Linked DNA regions of Mus musculus: all the other regions are linked to region 2. Evidence: chromatin contacts called from public ChIA-PET and HiChIP or PLAC-seq data. All regions are on one chromosome and are shown on one strand. Each heading gives the region's core, a stretch centred on a gene start, on an enhancer-like site or on the middle of the called end of the contact. The rest is flanking DNA. Distances are from core to core; before and after follow the strand shown.

What was found. ChIA-PET counts read pairs in DNA pulled down with a chosen protein or histone mark. HiChIP or PLAC-seq counts read pairs in DNA pulled down with a chosen protein or histone mark.
Region 1: a contact with region 2 is called in a BATF HiChIP or PLAC-seq map of CD8 T cells, with 7 read pairs. The contact joins two enhancer-like sites. A contact is called at or near these places in 1 of 39 promoter capture datasets (the 3T3-L1 cell line), 5 of 484 Hi-C or Micro-C datasets (3T3-L1-derived adipocytes, beige adipocytes, bone marrow-derived dendritic cells and 2 more), 4 of 115 datasets of contacts at active chromatin or transcription factors (CD8 T cells, embryonic basal ganglia, expanded potential stem cells and 1 more) and 1 of 9 other capture datasets (embryonic stem cells).
Region 3: a contact with region 2 is called in an RNA polymerase II ChIA-PET map of memory CD8 T cells, with 6 read pairs. The contact joins two enhancer-like sites. A contact is called at or near these places in 5 of 115 datasets of contacts at active chromatin or transcription factors (embryonic basal ganglia, embryonic stem cells and memory CD8 T cells) and 1 of 9 other capture datasets (embryonic stem cells).

Annotation. Positions count from the first base shown.
Region 1 is chr8:57,826,534-57,829,978 of GRCm38.p6, forward strand. The region is part of intron 9 of Galntl6 (UDP-N-acetyl-alpha-D-galactosamine:polypeptide N-acetylgalactosaminyltransferase-like 6); the gene reads right to left. Among named protein-coding and RNA genes, the nearest start is that of Gm2921, 28 kb to the left of the region's middle. Within about 2 kb of position 2,003, at least 11 of the 459 cell types and tissues checked have an H3K27ac peak or open chromatin away from gene starts, as enhancers often do. A contact at or near this core is called in CD8 T cells and memory CD8 T cells, where this site is marked.
Region 2 is chr8:57,425,936-57,429,203 of GRCm38.p6, forward strand. No RefSeq gene overlaps it. Among named protein-coding and RNA genes, the nearest start is that of Gm34099, 24 kb to the left of the region's middle. Within about 2 kb of position 1,881, at least 64 of the 459 cell types and tissues checked have an H3K27ac peak or open chromatin away from gene starts, as enhancers often do. A contact at or near this core is called in CD8 T cells and memory CD8 T cells, where this site is marked.
Region 3 is chr8:57,758,020-57,761,327 of GRCm38.p6, forward strand. No RefSeq gene overlaps it. Among named protein-coding and RNA genes, the nearest start is that of Gm2921, 40 kb to the right of the region's middle. Within about 2 kb of position 1,337, at least 6 of the 459 cell types and tissues checked have an H3K27ac peak or open chromatin away from gene starts, as enhancers often do. A contact at or near this core is called in memory CD8 T cells, where this site is marked.

The sequences.
Region 1 (3,445 bases), core at 753-3,252, 400 kb after region 2:
TACGTTAGCGAATTTAGCCCTAGGGTATAAGTAATAAGAAAGTGCTGATGTTTGACTGTCTCTCCCAAACATGCCGATGCTTGCTTTTCCACTATAGTCTCCACATGTCTTAAAAGAAAATACATTAACAAAAACCTCGATTATGCATTTTCCTTCTATTTTTTTTGAGACATGCACCCTCTTTAGACTGGCTTTGAACTTATTTTATAAGTGGGAACAATGTTGAATTTCTGAGCTGCCTGCTTTTATCTCCCAAGCATTGGGATTACAGGTATATACAACTAAACATTCCTCGCCTACGGGCTGATCAGTGAACTTAGAAGGCCATTAGTATTTTGTCTTATTATTTTATTGCTTTCCAAATACCTTTTGCTTTGAAAGATATTTTTAACTAGTCAATCTCCTCACACACACACACACACACACACACAAACACACACACAGAAAGACAGAGAGAGAGAGAGAGAGAGAGAGAGACAGAGACAGAGACAGAGACAGAGACAGAGACAGAGACAGAGAGAGGCTCTTATACCACCAATATCCAGTACTTTCACATCCATACATGTCTTTGGTCTTGATGTAACCCTCTTTCAGATAGTTTATTTTATTCATAATTCTGTCAAGTGTCACTTCATTGTTTTTGTGTTGTCTTGTAAATATTATAATCTATGACACTTGTCTCTCCTATTTTTTTTTCTTTTTTTTTTTGGCCTGTACCATGATCTGACTTAAGCTATTAGGTCTCTACTTCTGGGGACTTTAAAAAGAAACTTTTAAAAAGATTCTTCTACTCCTGCATTTCCTGAAGACTGAACTTATAGCTACAAGCTTGAACAAGTGTAATCTAATAACTTTGTTTTTATTTTTGAGATATGGTCTCATGTTGTGGTGTTTTGTGGTCCAGGCTGTGGTAAACATACTCTACTTCAGCTTCCAAGTGTTGGAATTAAAGCCTTTAACATGGGAAGTTTATTTGTTGTTATTTTTGCCATAAGAATGTTTCAGAGAGATGTTTTTCGATAGTCTGTTCCTTCACAAACTGTGTGTGTATTTCATAGATGCTAAAATTGATCGAGCGCTTGAGGTGATGATAGCTTGATGATTGAATAGTAAATATTTTGTACTTATATTTGTCTCAAGTGGTTGCCATCTAGTGGTAAATGCTGCTTGAATTAGTACTGCATTGGATGGATTACAAAATGTTGATGTTTCTATTTTTCCTTTTGAATTAATTATCTAGACATCTGCATAAACAACCCTCAAGTACAATGACCTTCTAGGCATCCTGGAATACACATGGAGAGCGCTTAACTGTTTGAGTTTAAGTGTCACTTTTTCATAATGGTGATTTGAGGATCCTAGTAACTGTTCATGATGGTCAAGGGATTTTACTGTGTTTCTAGTTTTCTCTTGCTCCTTTGAAGAGTGTTTCATTGTAAACTGACTTACAAAGAAAAATTACATTGTAACATCACTTACAAAGCTTTTGTTTTGTTCTCTTATTTTTCTTTAAAAAATGTATTTATTTCATTAATTTAGGTATAGTCACTCATGGCTGTCCTAGAAGTCACTATGTAGACCAGAATGTTCTTGAGTGCATAGAGATACACATGCCTTGGCATCCAAATGCTAGGACTAAAGGTGTATGCTCCCATGCTTGGCTAGTGATAGTATTATATGTGTGTCTTAGGATTTCCATTGCTGTGAAGAGACACCATGACCACTGCAACTCTTACAAAGGAAAACATTTAATTGGGGCTGGTTTACAGGTTGAGAGGTTTTAGTCCATTGTTATCATGGCAGGAAGCATAGCAGCAAACAGGCAGACCTGGTACTAGAGAGTAGCTGAAAGTTCTACAATTGGATCAGCAGACAGAAGGAAGAGATAAAATGCGGTTGGTCTGAGCTTTTGAAACTTCAAAGCCCACCACTAGTGACACACTTCCTTCAGGGCCTACTTCAAAAAGGCCACACTTCCAAATAACACCACTCCCTATGAACCAATGAGAGTCATTTTTCTTCAAACCACGACAATGTGTGAATGCATTATAACAACCTTATGAGGTTTGCACTGTCTCATTTGTAACAATTATGATCCACTTGTTTTTGGTTTCCATGCCACTTGAACACACCAGGCTTTGATATCCACTCTCTTTGGCCTACCTTGTACTCTCCTGGCCTTGCAATTGACTTCAGCTATGTCTCCACGTATCTTTGCTTTATTTATTTAGTGAAGAATTCTGAGTCTATACTAGACAATCAAGTGTGCTGATAGGACATTGAGGCTAAAAGAATATTTTTGAAGAGAGAAACCTGATGTAGACAAAGTCTTGTTACTAAGACGGACTGGTGGTTTGATAAGAGTGGCCTCCATAGGCTCAAATGTTTTACTCTCCAGGAGTGGAAGTGTTTGAAGAGATGAGGAGATGTGGCCTTGTTGGAGTAGATGTGGCCTATCAGGAAGTAGCTCCCAGCCACTTCTCCAGTCCCAAGCCTGCTAAGCCTGCTGCCATGCTCCCTGCTGTGATAATAATGCAACAAGCCCCTGAAACTTTAAGGAAGGCCTTAGTTAAGTGTTTTCCTTCACAAAAGGTAGGGTTGTTATGGTGTCTCTTCACAGCAAGAGAACTGTGACCAGGACACCTACCTCTCTGAGGTAATCTCCAGAGCTCACACAGAGCTCCCAAGGTAGGAAAGAGCTGACACCTTCAAGTCTTCCTTAACATGAATGTTGTTGCTGCTTCACACACACACATAATAAATACATCAATTAATTAAATATTTAAAAAGACATAAAACTATTTTCAGGAATATCCTTTTGATTTTCAAAACAACAAGAACAACAAAAAAATACAAAACAATCCCATGACTTAATTACAAATTTGAATTCAGGTTTGAGTATATAAGGCATTTCCTTTTGTAATTTTATTTTGTGTCTTTTTGTACATACATGCAGGCACGCGCGCGCACACACACACACACACACACCTCACAAAATTTCATTTCTTTTTAACATCACTAGGCTTTCAAATTTATGCACTTGAAAATAAGATAAATTGAATCTGGTTTCCAGAAAGAGATTTGTGAATTAGACCTACTATATTTATTAATGGTTTAAATTCTATAAGCACTATTATTTTGTCTAGTTTGGGACTAAGGGAGTTTGTATTAATGCCTTCTTAGTGTGATTCTGCCTATGTCTATGCATTTTTAGTAATTTCTGGAGTAATCTCCAGTAATCTAGTGATCTCATGGAGTTTATTTTTCAATCGCCTTTGGAATTATAATGATTTTTTTTTTAGCATTTAAAAATCATTTCATACTGCATCCTAATTCTCATCACATGTCAAATTCTCAAATGCTGCTTCTCATTATTTGAACTCATCTGATGTATTTCTGTTTCTTCTTTAATTTTTAACCCTTTCTCTACCACTTTGATCTGATT
Region 2 (3,268 bases), core at 631-3,130:
TGGATAGCCTTAAAGTCTATTTCTAGTCCAGCTTACAGAAATAAAATTTATATCTCCTTCCTTCCTTCCTTCCTTCCTTCCTTCCTTTCTTCCTTCCTTCTTTCTTTCTTTTCTACTTGAGTTCCAAGACCAGGTCATGTATAGAGGGGAAGCCAATTTGAGGTATCTGTTGCCAGGTAATGCCTTTCATGATCCATGCCAATTGTGACTGCCCAGTCCATACAGATCAAGAGACACCTAGAATGAACAGACTCTTGTGTAAACACAGATATGAAATGATTTGCCATCGACAATGTTTTAAAACTCAGCTCTGACCTCTACTGGCCACGTTATTAAAATACCACAGCAAGCATCCAGAAATGGTCTTTTATTTCATTCAGTCTTTTTTTTTTTTTTTTTTAAAGATTTGTGTATTATTATAGATACACTGTTGCTGTCTTCAGGCACACCAGAAGAGGGCATTAGATTTCATTACAGGTGGTTGTGAGCCACCACGTGGTTGCTGGGATTTGAACTCAGGACCTTCAGAAGGGCAGTCAGTGCTCTTACCCGTTGAGCTATCTCACCAGCCCCATTCGATCATTTTTAATTTAAAAAATTTTTCTTTTGATATCTATTCGTCTTAGGTTAGCATACATAGTTCATAACATGCATAGTTTCATTGTGATATTTTAAAATATACATGTCAGTGTACTTTGTACTTAATTACTCCCCTCCCACAATGACATGACCCATATTCCTGGCCCCTCCCTGGATGGTTCCCCTCTTTCCCCAGGTAGTGCCCCCTCGTGTATTCACTTAAATGCTTTGTATCAAAAATAAATAGATAGATAGATAGATAGATAGATAGATAGATAGATAGATAGATAAATAATTTATTATGAATACTTTTTATCTCTCACATTTTATAAATAGGGATTATAGTGGAAAAATGTTTTCTATCTTAAAATTTGCTAGGAGAAACATGCTGCAAACATTAAAAAGCTTAATGCCAAGTACAGCTGTTCTCTATCCTGTGTGTGTGGGGTCAAATATCAGATATCCTGCATATCAGAGATTTATATTATGATACATAACAGTAGCAAAATTACACTTATGAAGTAGCAATGAAAATAATTTTCTGGTTGGGGGGGTCACCACAACATGAGTAACTGTATTAAAGGGTCACCAGCATTAGCAAAGTTGAGAACCACTGTCCTACTATATTAGAGGGTAGAAAGTGCTTCATACACTTTATTTTTGGTTTCTTTGAGACGGGATGTCATGTAACCCAGGCTGTCCCTGAATTTCTGATTCCCCCACCTGCACCCCCAAGAGCTGGGACTACAAGCATGCACCACTACATTTGACTTAATATGTGATTTTTACAAAGATAAAAAGAAGGGCCATAAAGAGAATGAGGGAGTAACAATCTTAACAATGTGATCTCCCTCCCCCTGCCTCCCCCTCTCCCTCCCGTTTCTCCCTTTCCCGGTCCCCCTTCCCCCACCACTTCCCTTCTCCCCCTCTCTTCTTTTTCCCCATATCACAAATTAATTAAATAACACATTCTAGAGGCAATACCCTTTTTCTCTGGTAGTTTCTGCAGGTTTTGGAATCAGCCAGACTTGTGTTCCAACTCTGTCAGCCTTCGTCACAGAAAACAACCAAAACAAAACAAAATATCATCGACAACAGCAAAGAACATAAAACAAACAAACAAAAAGTCCCAAGTCCTCCGTAGCTTAAAAAGCAAACGTTTGTACAAAACCACATTGAGATAGCACCTCCCAGGCATCAAGATGACTCATAAAAGAAACACATAATGGGTCAGTAAGGATGTGGTGAGCTTTGCTGGTGGGAGACGAGCTGTTGTAGAAAGCACCAACATAAGAACAGAGTTACCATATGATCTGGCAATCCCATCTCTCGATGGAATCGGAAGCGGGGACTTGAAGTGAGTTCTGCATAGCTAGGCTCACAGCAATGTTGCTGAGAGTTACTCACAGGAGGAAACAACCTACATGTGAAAGCATACACAAAACACAGTAGATACACAGCACAGTATGATTCTACATCAAATATACAACAGTATGAAGGAACTTAGAGGACATTGCACTAGACAAATCAATCACAAGAAGAGAACGGCTATGTAAGTCACGGCGTGAGAACCGTTACATTGATAGAGGCCGTCGTGATGAAGACGGTGCCCCAAAGGTGCTAGAGGTGAGGAGAAACAGGAAGTTTCTGTTCAATGCATACAGAATTTCCGTGTCACAGGATGAAATGATAAGAAAATTCGGTGGCGATGGGTGCACAAGATAAATGCATTTTGCACCAAGCTGTACGCTTAAAAATTGATAAGATGATAGATTTTTATGTGTATACATTTTTACCACATTTAAAGCCTTTTAAACATTAGAAAAATAGAAGTGGCTGGAAAACATTAAAAACAAAGGTGTAGGGACTGCAGAGATGGCTCACTGGTTGCCTTTCCAGAAGATCTGGGTTCAGTTCCCAGACCCAACCCAATCAGCCAACAACCTCCAGTTCCAGGTGATCTGGTCCCTCTTTTGCCTTCCTCGGGCACTGCACGCAGATGATGCCCAGACACGCATGCAGGCAAAACACCCATACATGTAAAATAAATAAAATAAGATCTCAAGCAACAATATTTAAAAGACACAAAAAACATCTATTCATCTCATGAGCTGACCATAGATAGGTCAGCTGTGACTGATAAGCTCAACTCCTCTGTTAGGGATTAGTTCAGTGACCCATGTCATCTTCCAGGAGCTGGAGCTGAGGGAGGAGGCTTTGTGCTTTGGTAGAGACCGTCAGTGGTAAGGCAGACCTAATTGAAGTCACTCAGGCACATATTCATTCAAAGCACACCCTACTGACCAAAGAAAGCCCCATTGGTCAAGACAAAGAAGCTATTGGAAGCCCAGAAGTATGTCTTTTGCATACACAGGAAAGGGGAGCAAAGGCTGGGGAGGATGAATAATTTAGAATCAATAATTCAATAAAAATTGAATGAGTCACCCCCTGCCTTGCAATTTTCATGATCTGTGCCGATTACCAGTAGCAAATTATTTATACTGCAATTCACACATGTCAAGAGACACATAGAGTAAACAGATCCTGTGTAGATACAGGGGAAAAAGCAGTTGGCTGTCCAGGAAATGTTATTTGTCCACCTGTGAAACAGCAGTAAGGACAAGGATATTCTTCAGAAATTCACTTCGACTCAATTCTTTTGTAGGCTTAAAGAACAGTCGGGACCTGA
Region 3 (3,308 bases), core at 87-2,586, 330 kb after region 2:
GGAGAGCAGTAGATATGGAGTGGACCACCCTGCCTAGAAGACAACCTGTGTGTGCTGTGGCATTGGTCACCTAGAGCATTGGGGCTTCTAAAGCTCCCTGGAGCACAGAAGATCATAAATACATTCCAGAAACCAGACCGTGATCTATTTATGTTATTAGATTTAAATTTTGTTTTTTAACTGATTGTAATTGCACCCTGGTTCTTCCCTTTTTAAAATAAGAAAATATGAAATTGATTTTGTGTTTTATAGCAGCCCACATTTGAGAGACTTTGGATATTTTAAGGAGACACTAAGCTATTAAAGTGTGGAATTTTTTTAAAGACTGTGGGACTTTTAAAAGTAGGACTGAGCTTTACCTTATGTTACGATATTAACATGATATCTTGAAGATAAGGGAGTTATTCGGTAGTGATGTGTCAAGATCATAAGCGGTCAGTTGTGCTGGCTAGTTTTTGTCAATTTGACACAAACGGAAGCTAACTGGGAAGTCAGAGTTGCCTCCGTCAGACTTATCTGTGGGGTATTTTTCTTGGTTGCTGGCTGATTTAGGAGGACCTAGTCTACTGTAGGCAGCACCTCATTCCTGGGTGGGTGGGCCTGGGCTTTAAAAGGAAGAAAGCTGAGCAAGCCAAGGTAAGTAAGCCATAAACAATGTTCCTCCACCATTTGTGCTACAGCTTCTGTCTGCTGCTTCCTGTCTTGAATTCCTCCCCTGCTTTCTCTTGATAATGGACTAAGAACTACAAGATGAAATAACCCTTTCCTACCAAACTTGATTTTCTTAAGTGTTTTTATCACAGTGACAGAGAACAAACTCTAGTGGAAAACAACTGCTCTTATGAAGGGATTCTTGCTGGGTTCATGGGGTAGGTTAAGTTAACAGGAGTAGGTAAGCTCTCCTGAGAACAGGTTTATACTAAAGAATTAGTGTAATTTCTCTTATTTCCTCTTACCTCATGCAGCCTTTCTGTCTAGCATGCTGTGACAAAGTAGAAGGACCTTACCAGAGACTAAGTTTTCTGTAACCATTTCCTCTGAGATTGAAACCTCCCATCTTGGAGGGAAGCTCTTTAAACTCAGGAAGTAAACAACTCCTCTCTCTCTCTCTCTCTCTCTCTCTCTCTCTCTCTCTCTCTCTCTCTTTCTCTCTCTCTCTCTCTCTCTCTCTCTCCTAGCATATATAAGCTATAATGTCTGCTGATATGTATTTAGAAACAAGCTGAACTGTCTGCTGATAGGTATTAAAAAATGATGAACTATCTGGAAGAAGCAGAGATCGTCCAAGATGGCAGGAAGAAGCTCAGATCTATTGACTTACCTAGAAAGAGCTCTCTCCAACCTTCTGATCTACTTACAGTTGTGCAATGCACACTAGGTTTCCAGCTTTGGTGAGCTGTCACCCATGCTGGGACCGGCTTGGGTGCTACAGATGTCATTTTTACTCCTATCATAGCCCCTTACCTGTAAGTAAACCCCCCCCTTATTGGTTCACAAATGTGAAATACCAATGTGTGATATATGAACTTTGAACTGTCAATGGTTGTCTATATGGGTTGAGTAGATGCTTGCTAATTCCTCTACAGGAATAGTATCACATAACAGTACTTGACTTGGGAACTTTAGCCTCTAAAACTATGAACTAGCGAAACTTATGTTTATAAATCACACAGCTTCAAAGATCTTGCCATATCAAACATAAGATAGATGGTTTTCACATGGCTAATGTCTTGCAGTCACAATGCAGTTTATCTCCAATTCTCAGGAATAAATTGTTCATCTTCTCATGCTAGATCAGAGTACCACCGAGAAGACACTATTTTAGGAAAAGTTTCAGGTTCTTTTAACTCAATAAAAGTGCAGAAAATTTGGATTTTACAGGTTATCCACAAATTAACTGTGAAACATCTAGTTACGGTTCAAGAGACTGTCAGTCGTACCAACAAGAATTCAGAACTGCTCCCTTGTGAACCATTGCACGCTCTTTGCTAGCTGGGCCAGGAGGGAGAATTTAGGAATAAGGAAGACAGCATCTTGAACTCCTAAGGGTGTCTATTCCTAGTATTTTCCTGTGTGAAGATTACTACACATTTTTATTCTGTAAAGGCTGAAGACTTTAAGAATACACAGTATTTTCTTATTTTTCTGAGTCATCTTCAGTTGCTTTAAATTTTTTAGTTGTTTTTTTTTAATTAAACAATAGTAGCAGAGTGTAATATTATTATAAAGAATAACTTTCCTCTAAATGTTACATCTGGCTGTGGTTTTCTAATCCATTAAGAGGATTTTCAGCCCCTGGCAAGGTTTATAGAGCGTTTGACTGGTTCTACTATAAATTTGATTATGTGACCAGCTTCACAGGGGAAAGCTTTGCCAGGAAGCAGTATTATGAACTTTGGTAAATGCATGTGAACTAGTATTTCCCAGCTACTGGGTAAATGCTTGACTAATGAATCAATCAATAATTCACAGAATAAGTAGATGGCAAGCTATCTCACATTTTTAATGGTAGGCCATAGTGTTACTTTGTTCTGTCTGATACTATTACTGAATACTCCTCCCCTACCCCTGCAAAGGAAATAAAACATGTTCTCTATCTTTCAGATTCATTCTTACATTTATATATAGTTATTCTATTTGACTTTATTACTATTTTAAAGTTACATATCATTTTAATTTGCACAGAACATTAGAGCACTGTATAATTTAAGAGTGAAAGTCCTAAATTAAAGTCATTGGAGCTGGGAGCTAGCTTATTGAGTAAAGTTGATACAGGTACATTTTTAAAAAAAGATTTCTTTCTTTTTTTATTTATATGAGTACAGTGCACCTGGCTTCAGACACACACTAGAAGAGTGCATCGGATCCTATTACAGATGGTTGGGAGCCACCATGTGGTTTCTGGGAATTGAACTCAGGATCTTTGGAAGAGCAGTCAGTGCTCCTAACTGCTGAGCCATCTCTCCAGCCCAATAGATGCACAGTTGATCCCCAGAACCCTCCTAAAAAAGTCACTGTGGCCATTTGCATCTGTAGACCTAGTACTCTGTGGCAAGAAGGAGACAACCAAAGAATTCCCTGGAAGCTTTGAGCAATGTCGTCATTTGAATGAGAATGCTTGCTCACCAGGGAGTGGTGCTATTAGAAGGTATAGCCTTGATGGAGGAAATATGTCACTGAGGTTTTGGAGTTTCAGATGCTCAAGTCAGGTCCACTGTCTTTCTCATCTTCCTGCTGCCTGACAGTCTGGATGTAGAACTCTCAGCTACCTCTCCAGCACCAGGTCTATCTGCACACTGCCATACTTT